Linked DNA regions of Arachis hypogaea: region 1 is linked to region 2. Evidence: chromatin contacts called from public Hi-C data. All regions are on one chromosome and are shown on one strand. The core of a region is the stretch at or near the end of the contact, and the rest is flanking DNA. Distances in the headings are between cores, read along the strand shown. Region 1 holds the start of LOC112785356 (zinc finger BED domain-containing protein RICESLEEPER 1-like). Region 2 holds the start of LOC112782703 (MADS-box transcription factor 23).

Region 1 (4,410 bases), core at 608-3,107, 150 kb after region 2:
ACTATACATAATCAACATCATACTCACCATCAACATGGTACCACCCACCAATTCAACCTTAATCATCCATCAAGCATATATCACAACATGCATTTCTTATATATCACACAATCAAGGCATCAATATTCATAATCACATATATGAACACATCATATATCTCAACAATTCAACAACACCAACAATTCAATGCCTATCTTAGGGCCTCTAGCCTAAGTATTTCCTACCACATTACATATTAGATACGGGAAACCGAAACCATACCTTAGCCGATTTCCCAAGCTCAACCGGAGCACTTCCAAACCACTTTTCCTCAAGCTCTCAAGGTCTCAACACCTCCAAGAACAGATTTTGTCACACAAAACCCTCTTCCAAGCTTTCCAAAATCACCAATCAAGCTCCAATATTCACATATACACAACCTAAGCCACAATCATCATACCCATACACAACATCTCAATGTCCAAACCTCATAGAACAACAAATTACACTAGGATTGAGAATCTTACCACACCCAAGGTCCAAGGAGACAAGATTAACCTTCTCCTTCAAGAGAGTTGGGTCCTATAACATCAAAGAACCCAAAATCTCAACATTTTTGCTCATGAAACTCGAAATCAAGGGCTGGAATTTCGAACAGTAAAACGTAGCTTACCTCAAGATTAATTGTATGGGTTTTGTAGAGCTCTCCGCGGTGAACGCGTGACTGCAAACGGAGCGGCAATCGGAGCTCTAGATCAAAAGTTATGGTGGTTTGAAGATCAAGTGAGAGATAGAACTTGAGAGAGTGTTCTTCCCTTCCTCTCCACCATTTCAGCGTGTTTGAGTGTGTTGTAAGGAGAGAGAGTCCTGAAAACTAGGGTTTTGGTTTAGTTTAGTTGGGCCAAGGGCCCACTTTGGGTCCGGTTGGCCCGGTTTGGCCCGTTTGGTCCAATCTTGGTCCGATTTCTATAAAATTGGTACCGAAATTCTCGTCTCAATCTCCTCTATCACATTTAGCCATAAAAATAACATTTTTGGCTTTCTAGAATAAATTCTCAATGGGTTAATTAGCCGTTAATTAACCGGGTCTTACAGACAGCGGCGTGCTTACCAAACCCCCGCCCCATCCAAGATCAAAGAAGAGGAAGGTTGATTCAACTAATGTGGGTGCAACTCCGGGAGCAACTCCTACAAATCCAGCTCCAAGCACTGTGGAAACTGATGAAGAGGATGGCAAGGATGATCCCAATGAAGGTAACAGAAAACCTTCTAGACCTAGATCTTGGACTTAGGAACACTTTACAAAGGATCCTAAGTCTAAGTCATCACATCCTAGGGCTAAATGTAATTGGTGTGGTGCATCATATGCATGTGACTCTCATAGAAATGGTACAACTAATATGCGTTATCATTTGTTGAATCAATGTAAAAAATTTCCTAGGGACTCGGGTGACCCTAGTCAAACAATCCTTACCTTCCAACAAAAAAAAGAGGGTGAATGAGTATTTATTGCCGTTACTTTTGATGCTGATATGTGTAGAAAAGCCCTTGCTAGGATAATAATTGTTGATGAGCTACCATTCAAGTTTGTTGAGGGGGAGGGATTCAGATTCTATATGAGTATTGTGCAACCTAGATTTTCACTTCCGGGAAGGATTACTGTTGCTAAGGATTGTTGGAATCTTTATATTAGTGAGAAGAATAGGTTGAAAACTGTGTTCAAACAACCAAATCAATCTGTTTGTTTAACTTCTGATTGTTGGACTTCTGTGCAAAATTGAGAGATGTCTTTTGGGGTGGGGAATTTCTAGAGTGTTCACAATTACTGTTGATAATGCTAGTTCTAATAATACTGCAATATCTTATCTAAGAACTAGAATGGAGGATTGGAATTTACATCCTTTGAAAGGAAAGCATTTGCATGATAGGTGTTGTGCACATATTCTTAATCTTGTTGTTAATGATGGATTGAAAGAGATGCATGAATCTATTAGCAAGATAAGAAATGCTATTAGATATGTGCGTGCTTCCCCTAGTTGCATGAATAGGTTCAAAAATTTCATTAAGGAAGCTAGGATACAAGACAAGTGTACTGTTCAACTTGATGTTCCCACTAGATGGAACTCTACATACACCATGCTTGAAAGTGGTTTGAAGTTTCAAAAGGCATTCAAGAGGCTAGGGGAGAGAGATACAGAATATGCTCTAATGCAAGGTGGGATTCCGAGGAATATTGATTGGGACAATGCAAAACACTTTATGGAATTCTTGAAAAATTTTCATGATGTTACAAAGAGTGTGTCTGGTAGTTTGCTTGTGACTTCTCAATATTTTCATGAGTTTTGTAAGATCTTGCGAGTATTCAAGGCTTCTTGTGGTAGTCGAGATCCATTACTTGGGAGTATGGCTGAGAGGATGAAGCTTAAGTATGACAAGTATTGGGGTAACATAAAAAATATCAATATGATGATTTTTATTGTTGTGGTTCTTGATTCTAGATACAAGTTGAAGTTTGTGAACTTTATCTTTGAAAAGCTATATGATAAGGATGATGCTGATTTTTTGGGTGCAAAAGTGAAAGAGACCTTCTCCAAGATGTTTGAATGCTATGTGAATGCAAATAATGGGGGTAGATCTTTTACTTCAGCAACAATGGAAGGTGCATCAGATGTGGGAGTACCTGATGGCGACATGGCTGGTGATTTTTTCAAGGAGGTGCATTTTCATGAGATCGTCAACAAGAATGAGGTGGATTTGTATTTGATGGATGGTTTAGAGAAGTCTCATGATCAAAATACTTTTGACATATTGAATTGGTGGAAGGTAAATTCTAGCAAGTATCCTATCTTATCCCAAATAGCTAGAGATATCTTAGCAATGCCGGTCTCGACTGTTGCTTCATAATCCGCTTTTAGCACTGGTGGAAGAGTGCTTAACAACTATAGGAGTTCTTTAACTCCAAAGACAGTTGAGGCATTGATATGCACACAAAATTGGCTTCGTGCTTCTCCAATGACAACTGATTTTGAGGAGCTTATTGAAGAGTTTGAGAAACTTGAATTAGGTATGCAAAAAAGAAATTTATAGTTCTTTTTATGGTTTATGTTTATAATTTATAATCTATATTATGTTTATAATCTATATTGATTTTTTTGTTTTATTTTTGTAGAAATTGCACCAACCGGAGAAGATGATGATGAGTCTGGTGTGGATTCAGATTAAGCATGGTGGCTGTTTGGTTTTTATTTGTTATAAAATGACTGTTTCGGTTTAAAGTGTGTTTATTTTTGTTGTTTTGCTAGACATTTTTAGTTGTCTTTGTTTTATGTTTAATTAAGTTGAATTTATATTTAATTTGGATGTGATATACTCTTGTTATTCTAGTTTATTGAAGGTTTTAAACTTTATTTTATGATAATTTAAATTCTGATCATTTGGTGCAAAAAATCAAAAAAATTGATCGAACCAAACTGTTGTTGGTTCGGTTCAGTTCGATTCGGTTCGGTTGACCAAACAATAGCCAATCGAATGGATAGTATTATTATAAGACCGATTAGGTTGGTTCAGTTAGTTTTCGGTCTAAAACCAAACCAAACCGAACCGATTACACCCTTACAGAGTAATATATTATCATATATGAATTAGACGTGTAAAAAATTTCTTTCACCATATAAATTTTAATCTATATGCATGCATGTATCATTTTATTTTTAGAAATGATTATCTTCGAAAGAATATAGACTAATAGAAACCCTCCACAGCAAAATTGACCACATTAGCTTATTTTGTTTAATAGTGGCTATAAAAATTTGAATTAGATAAATCTCCAACCATTTATAAACTTGGTTTGAATTTAATTTCCAACTTCATTCTTATTTATTGCTTTTTTAATCTAATCAATAATGTAATCAATTGATAACGATAACATTACAAGTATGATTCAAGTCTAATTTTTAAAATGAATTTTTTTCAAACGAGTCATTCTAACTTTATGCGAAATTTCAAATTATTTCTTTTCTTTATTCATACGTTATTGGAAATGGCTCAAAAATAATATGTGCGAACTTGATAAGAATTTTTATCAAAGAATAGAGAATTAGATAAAAAAATTAGAGAGAATCGAAAAGAAATCTCTAAGATTAAGACTAAAAAAGAAAGTAGAGTTCCTATTACATTATATTCTTATTTATAGTATAATTATTTAATTAGATTATAGGCTCAATATTAATCTTATCAAAACTATAAATTCAATTAATTATTTAAAATGCATTATATATTTTGAAATAGAAAACCCGAGAGTTGATCATTCATAAATTAACATGAATAAGAATATCAAAATGTAAACTTTTTTTCTTAGTAAATTAATTTTAAAGTAATAATTTAAAATGTTGAATTTAAAGAAAAAAAAACTATGATTTTACTAAAGAAATG
Region 2 (4,362 bases), core at 1,207-3,706:
AACAAACTTACACTCATTCTTGAAGTGATAACTTTTAACTTAATAACAAGGACTTGATACAACACTCAATAGACTAATTTCTTCACATTTTTTGTTAGTTGGTGAAGGCATGGCAATTAAATCCAGGAATCTATGATCTTATTTGTCTCAATTGTTGATTATTTAGACACATTTACTACTTATTAAGGTAAACATTATATACAGACATAGTTGAGAAAAAAAAAAAGGACTTCAATTTCTTTTGGTTTCTCACTCTTGAATCCATGACCATGCATTTAAGAGTCTGTATCTTTCTCCTGTTTTTCATATCTGAGATATTTCTTTCTATTTCTACTATGACTGCAAGATAACGAACAATGCAAATATGATTTAATTTTCAGTAAGATTTACATGGTTAGTGAAACCAATATTAACACTCACCATTTAGTAACTCTATACAATTTAAGTATTTTATTCAAACTGTTGAATTATAATTATCTGTTATCTATAAAGATTATTTGTACTGATTTTTATTTTTAATTTGATATGATCAGTAAGTATATGTGGTCAAATAATTTCTTATTTTTATAAATCTGAACATATGTGTACATATTATGTTAATTAAGATATACATAAACAGTATATCAATGATTTTAGATTAATCTAAAGTTTTATGAAACCATCTATAAAATATGACCTTCTAATAATCTTATAGATTTTGTTAATAAACATTACACCACCAAAGCCTATAAAAATTGCAATATATGCTAAGATTGCACCCATTATTTACTTATATATGATGATAAAATTGCTATTCTATTAATCAAATTCCTATTTAAACAATTATTACTTTTTTTTTTTTTTATATCAAATATTAGCATCATTTAATCCCCCCCCCCCCCCCTCTTTTCTTTTTTCTTTCCCCCAGGTTGAAAATTGAAATACACAAACACAGTAAGATCAATATCGGTTAACCAGCAGTAAATGGGTAAAGTTAATTAAGAGTGTAATTCTAACTAATAAGCTTAAGGTGAAGTGAATTAATAAGTACAACTTTTTGATGATATTCTAACTCTCAGTGACTTCTTCCTTCTTTTGTTGTGCCTTTCTTTTTTGGCGTTTGCACAAGCATGTGGAACCATGCAAGCTTTACCATATAACACAGCTTAAAAAAATTACACTCTTGTTTACAATTTTCAAAAACACCTCATCATCATGGTGTAATTAACTTACTCGAAAGGTTAATTAATTAACCTTAAAGAGTAATACCAAGAAGGAAGAAAAAGGAGAACATTTCTCCCAGCATTTTGGAAATTACTATCCTAGATTCCTAGCTTATTAGCTAGCTTCTAAAATAACTCCCTAAGAATCGGTGAGAAGGAAGGTGAAGATGATAATAATAATAATAATCATCATCATTATGTAGAGTTGCACCATGCAAACGCGCATGCATGATTATTATATAATATTAATATTAAGCTGAGATAATTATTATATCAACCTTAGCACTACTATCAAAGAAGGGTCCAGATAAAGGCAAATATGAAAGCAATTAAATTAAACTCATCACAGATACATGTTCCTAAATGCAAGTGGCAACATATAAAAATGTTTCATACAGCTAGCACAACTGACTCCCAACCATTAAGTCTATGTAAATATATCTTTGAAACACAATCAACCGTGTTCATGTTTAATTAATTATTCACTTTAATTAAGAATAGATATTTTCACTCAGTAAAAAAAATGAAAAAGAAGAAAAGGTTGATAAACTGTAAAAAAACTAAGCACACTCAATTCACAAATTAAAGAGAAAAAAAAGAAATTTAAGTAATCATAGATAGTTAATTAATAGTTTTTAATTAATTAATTAATTACCTGGTGCTTGCATATTCATAAAGCTTGCTAGTGCTGGAAAACACAATCAATCCAACTTCAGCATCACAGAGAATGGATAATTCTTTAGCTTTCTTCAGCAATCCATTCCTTCTCTTCGAAAACGTTACTTGCCGACTCGTTGAATTGTCGATCCTTCGAATCGCAATCTTTCCTCGTCCCATCACAATCAATTTTAGGGTTCCTGCCTCCTCAAATTAAACACCTCTTTTGATTTGACCTGCTACATCACGAGTCAACAAATTCATTAACATCGATGAGTTATTCGACTCTCACGGAGCTAATTGGATTAAATCTTCTCAAGATTTTGAAGAAAAAAATAATAATCGAATTACATAATACTCGAATTCGCGAAAAAAAGAAAAGGAAAAGTGAATAAACAGCAATAAAATAGTGAACAGTAGTTGAATAAGAACAAAAGTGACTTACTTGAAAATTATAGGAGTGCAGTAATTATTAGTCGCAATAACAAGAAAACGAAGCAAGGAGCTAAAGAAGAAAGAAGACGACTTTTTTTTTTTCCTTCTTTTTTTGGTGTAAAATGTTCCTCTTAAGAGGAACCATGTGATCCAATTTAATTATGCTTTATATGGAAAGAAAGAAGTAGTTTATTTGGACAGATGTGACACCATTAATCCTCTTATTAGGGGGAAACAAAGTGGTTTTGTGAGGGGATTAGTGGTTTTGAAGGTTTAGGTATTCCTTTCCAAGCCCACTCGCCAATTTTCTCACGCGCCACCAATGTGGCTCAAGAAGCAAAGATAATTGCAAGGGGCACGTGTCGAAAGAATAGAGCGCGTGGGGAACTGTGAAAGGTGGTTAGAGTGTTTCCTAGGACTATAGAAGGGTCCAGGAATCGTGGGGGCCATGTAATGGTGAATAAATGTGTATTTGTGTGACGTATCAGGTGATGCCACGTATGCTATCCAAAACCGAGGGCGCTCTAACTTTTCCTGCTTTTAGGTTTGGCGAAAAGTGTCAAAATGGCACTTCACTCTATTCCCTTTCTATAATTGACAATTCTATCCGTTGAAAGTAACAACACACTATTTTTTCTTGATAGAATTTTGATTTTTTTATTGTCAAATAAATTTTCGACTAATTAAAATATAAAAATATTTTTTATTTTTTAAAATATAAAATATTTAAATTTTTTAAAAAAATTAATTTATATTTATATATTTTGAATAAAAAAATTTAAATATTTTTTATTTTAAAAAGTTAATAACATTTTTGTATTTTTAATTAGTAAAAAATTAAAAATTTATTTATTATTTTTTTTATTTAGAGAGATTGGTCAATTTTTAATTTTAGACGGTATAATATTATAAACACATATTATACACTTACAAATATAATATTTAAAGATTTTTATTTATTATTTTATCTTAACAAAATTTAAAACAAATACAATATATTAAGAGATACTAAAATTATCATTAAACAAAAATTTCAGCTGTGATAAGATACTGCTATTTAAATAAGGTTGGAGATCGAAGAATTGGAATAAGGCCCAAAAACAAAACATGAATTAAAAAAAGGGGTGGGGGACCAAATGGATTATGGATGTTGCATTTCTTATTTCGTCTGCTTTTTCAAAATGGAAATCCATACTCATTTTTGAGTAGTGCTTCTTGTTAAAGTAAGTTGATAGTAGGTAAGTATGACATACTTTAACTACAAAATATTTGGTTTAACCCTTTTTTTTATAAATTATATATGATATATGATGATGAAAATTATTTTTTAAAAAAATAATATGCACTAAACATTTTTTTATATATTTTTATTGTATGCAGTAGATATTGGTATTAGATTACGAGTTGTTGTGACATTGATTATCTATATATATATAGAAAAAGCTTTCCTTGAATTTTAAATTTCTCGGGAAATAGCTGGATAACAAAGCTACATCTTTAATCGATTTAATTATATACCATATGCAGCAATACCATTTTGAGGGTGTCAAAAATATCATGGTTGAAATAATTCATAAGAAACGAATTTGAATCTCATAAAATAAAATTCGATTCTTAGCTTAATGTTGACATAAGAGTTAGTTTGGTTATATATTAGTGTCTTAATAGGTATAATATATCTATTAAGGTAAAAACTCACGTTAAGTTGATAGTTGAGAGCCGTTAGATAATTTGACTAATTTGACTAAATTTTCATCTAACGGCTCTCACTTATTAACTTCATATGAAGTCGACTGCACGTGAATTTTCACCATCTATTAATCTATTTTTTACTTATTAAACATTTATAATATTAATAGATATGTTCAAATAACAAAATGTCTATTTTATGAATATACATAATAAAAAAATATTTTAGACAAAAAATTTATGTATTAATTAAATTTAGTGACAAATCTAAAAAATTTTGACAATAAAGATAAAATATATATAATGTTAACAATAAAATAGTTTTTATAATAATTTAATAACATAATGAAAATAATAAATTATTATTATTATTATTATT

The links. Hi-C and Micro-C count contacts between places; a contact is called where the count stands out from the background.
Region 1: a contact with region 2 is called in a Hi-C map of leaf, with 2.2 times the contacts expected there. The contact joins the promoter of LOC112785356 here to the promoter of LOC112782703 in region 2. A contact is called at or near these places in 2 of 8 Hi-C or Micro-C datasets (leaf and an unstated tissue).

What each region holds. Positions count from the first base shown.
Region 1 is chr20:7,503,125-7,507,534 of arahy.Tifrunner.gnm2.J5K5, forward strand. LOC112785356 (zinc finger BED domain-containing protein RICESLEEPER 1-like) reads left to right here and starts at 1,858. Exons shown (of 1, transcript XM_025828826.1): 1 at 1,858-2,883. The coding sequence starts at 1,858. The coding sequence ends at 2,883. It overlaps LOC112784440 (a long non-coding RNA gene), which reads left to right and starts at 2,893. Exons shown (of 2, transcript XR_003193900.3): 1 at 2,893-3,043; 2 at 3,149-3,397.
Region 2 is chr20:7,352,506-7,356,867 of arahy.Tifrunner.gnm2.J5K5, forward strand. It overlaps LOC112782703 (MADS-box transcription factor 23), which reads right to left and starts at 2,457. Exons shown (of 9, transcript XM_072231593.1): 1 at 2,305-2,457; 2 at 1,858-2,095. The coding sequence starts at 2,039.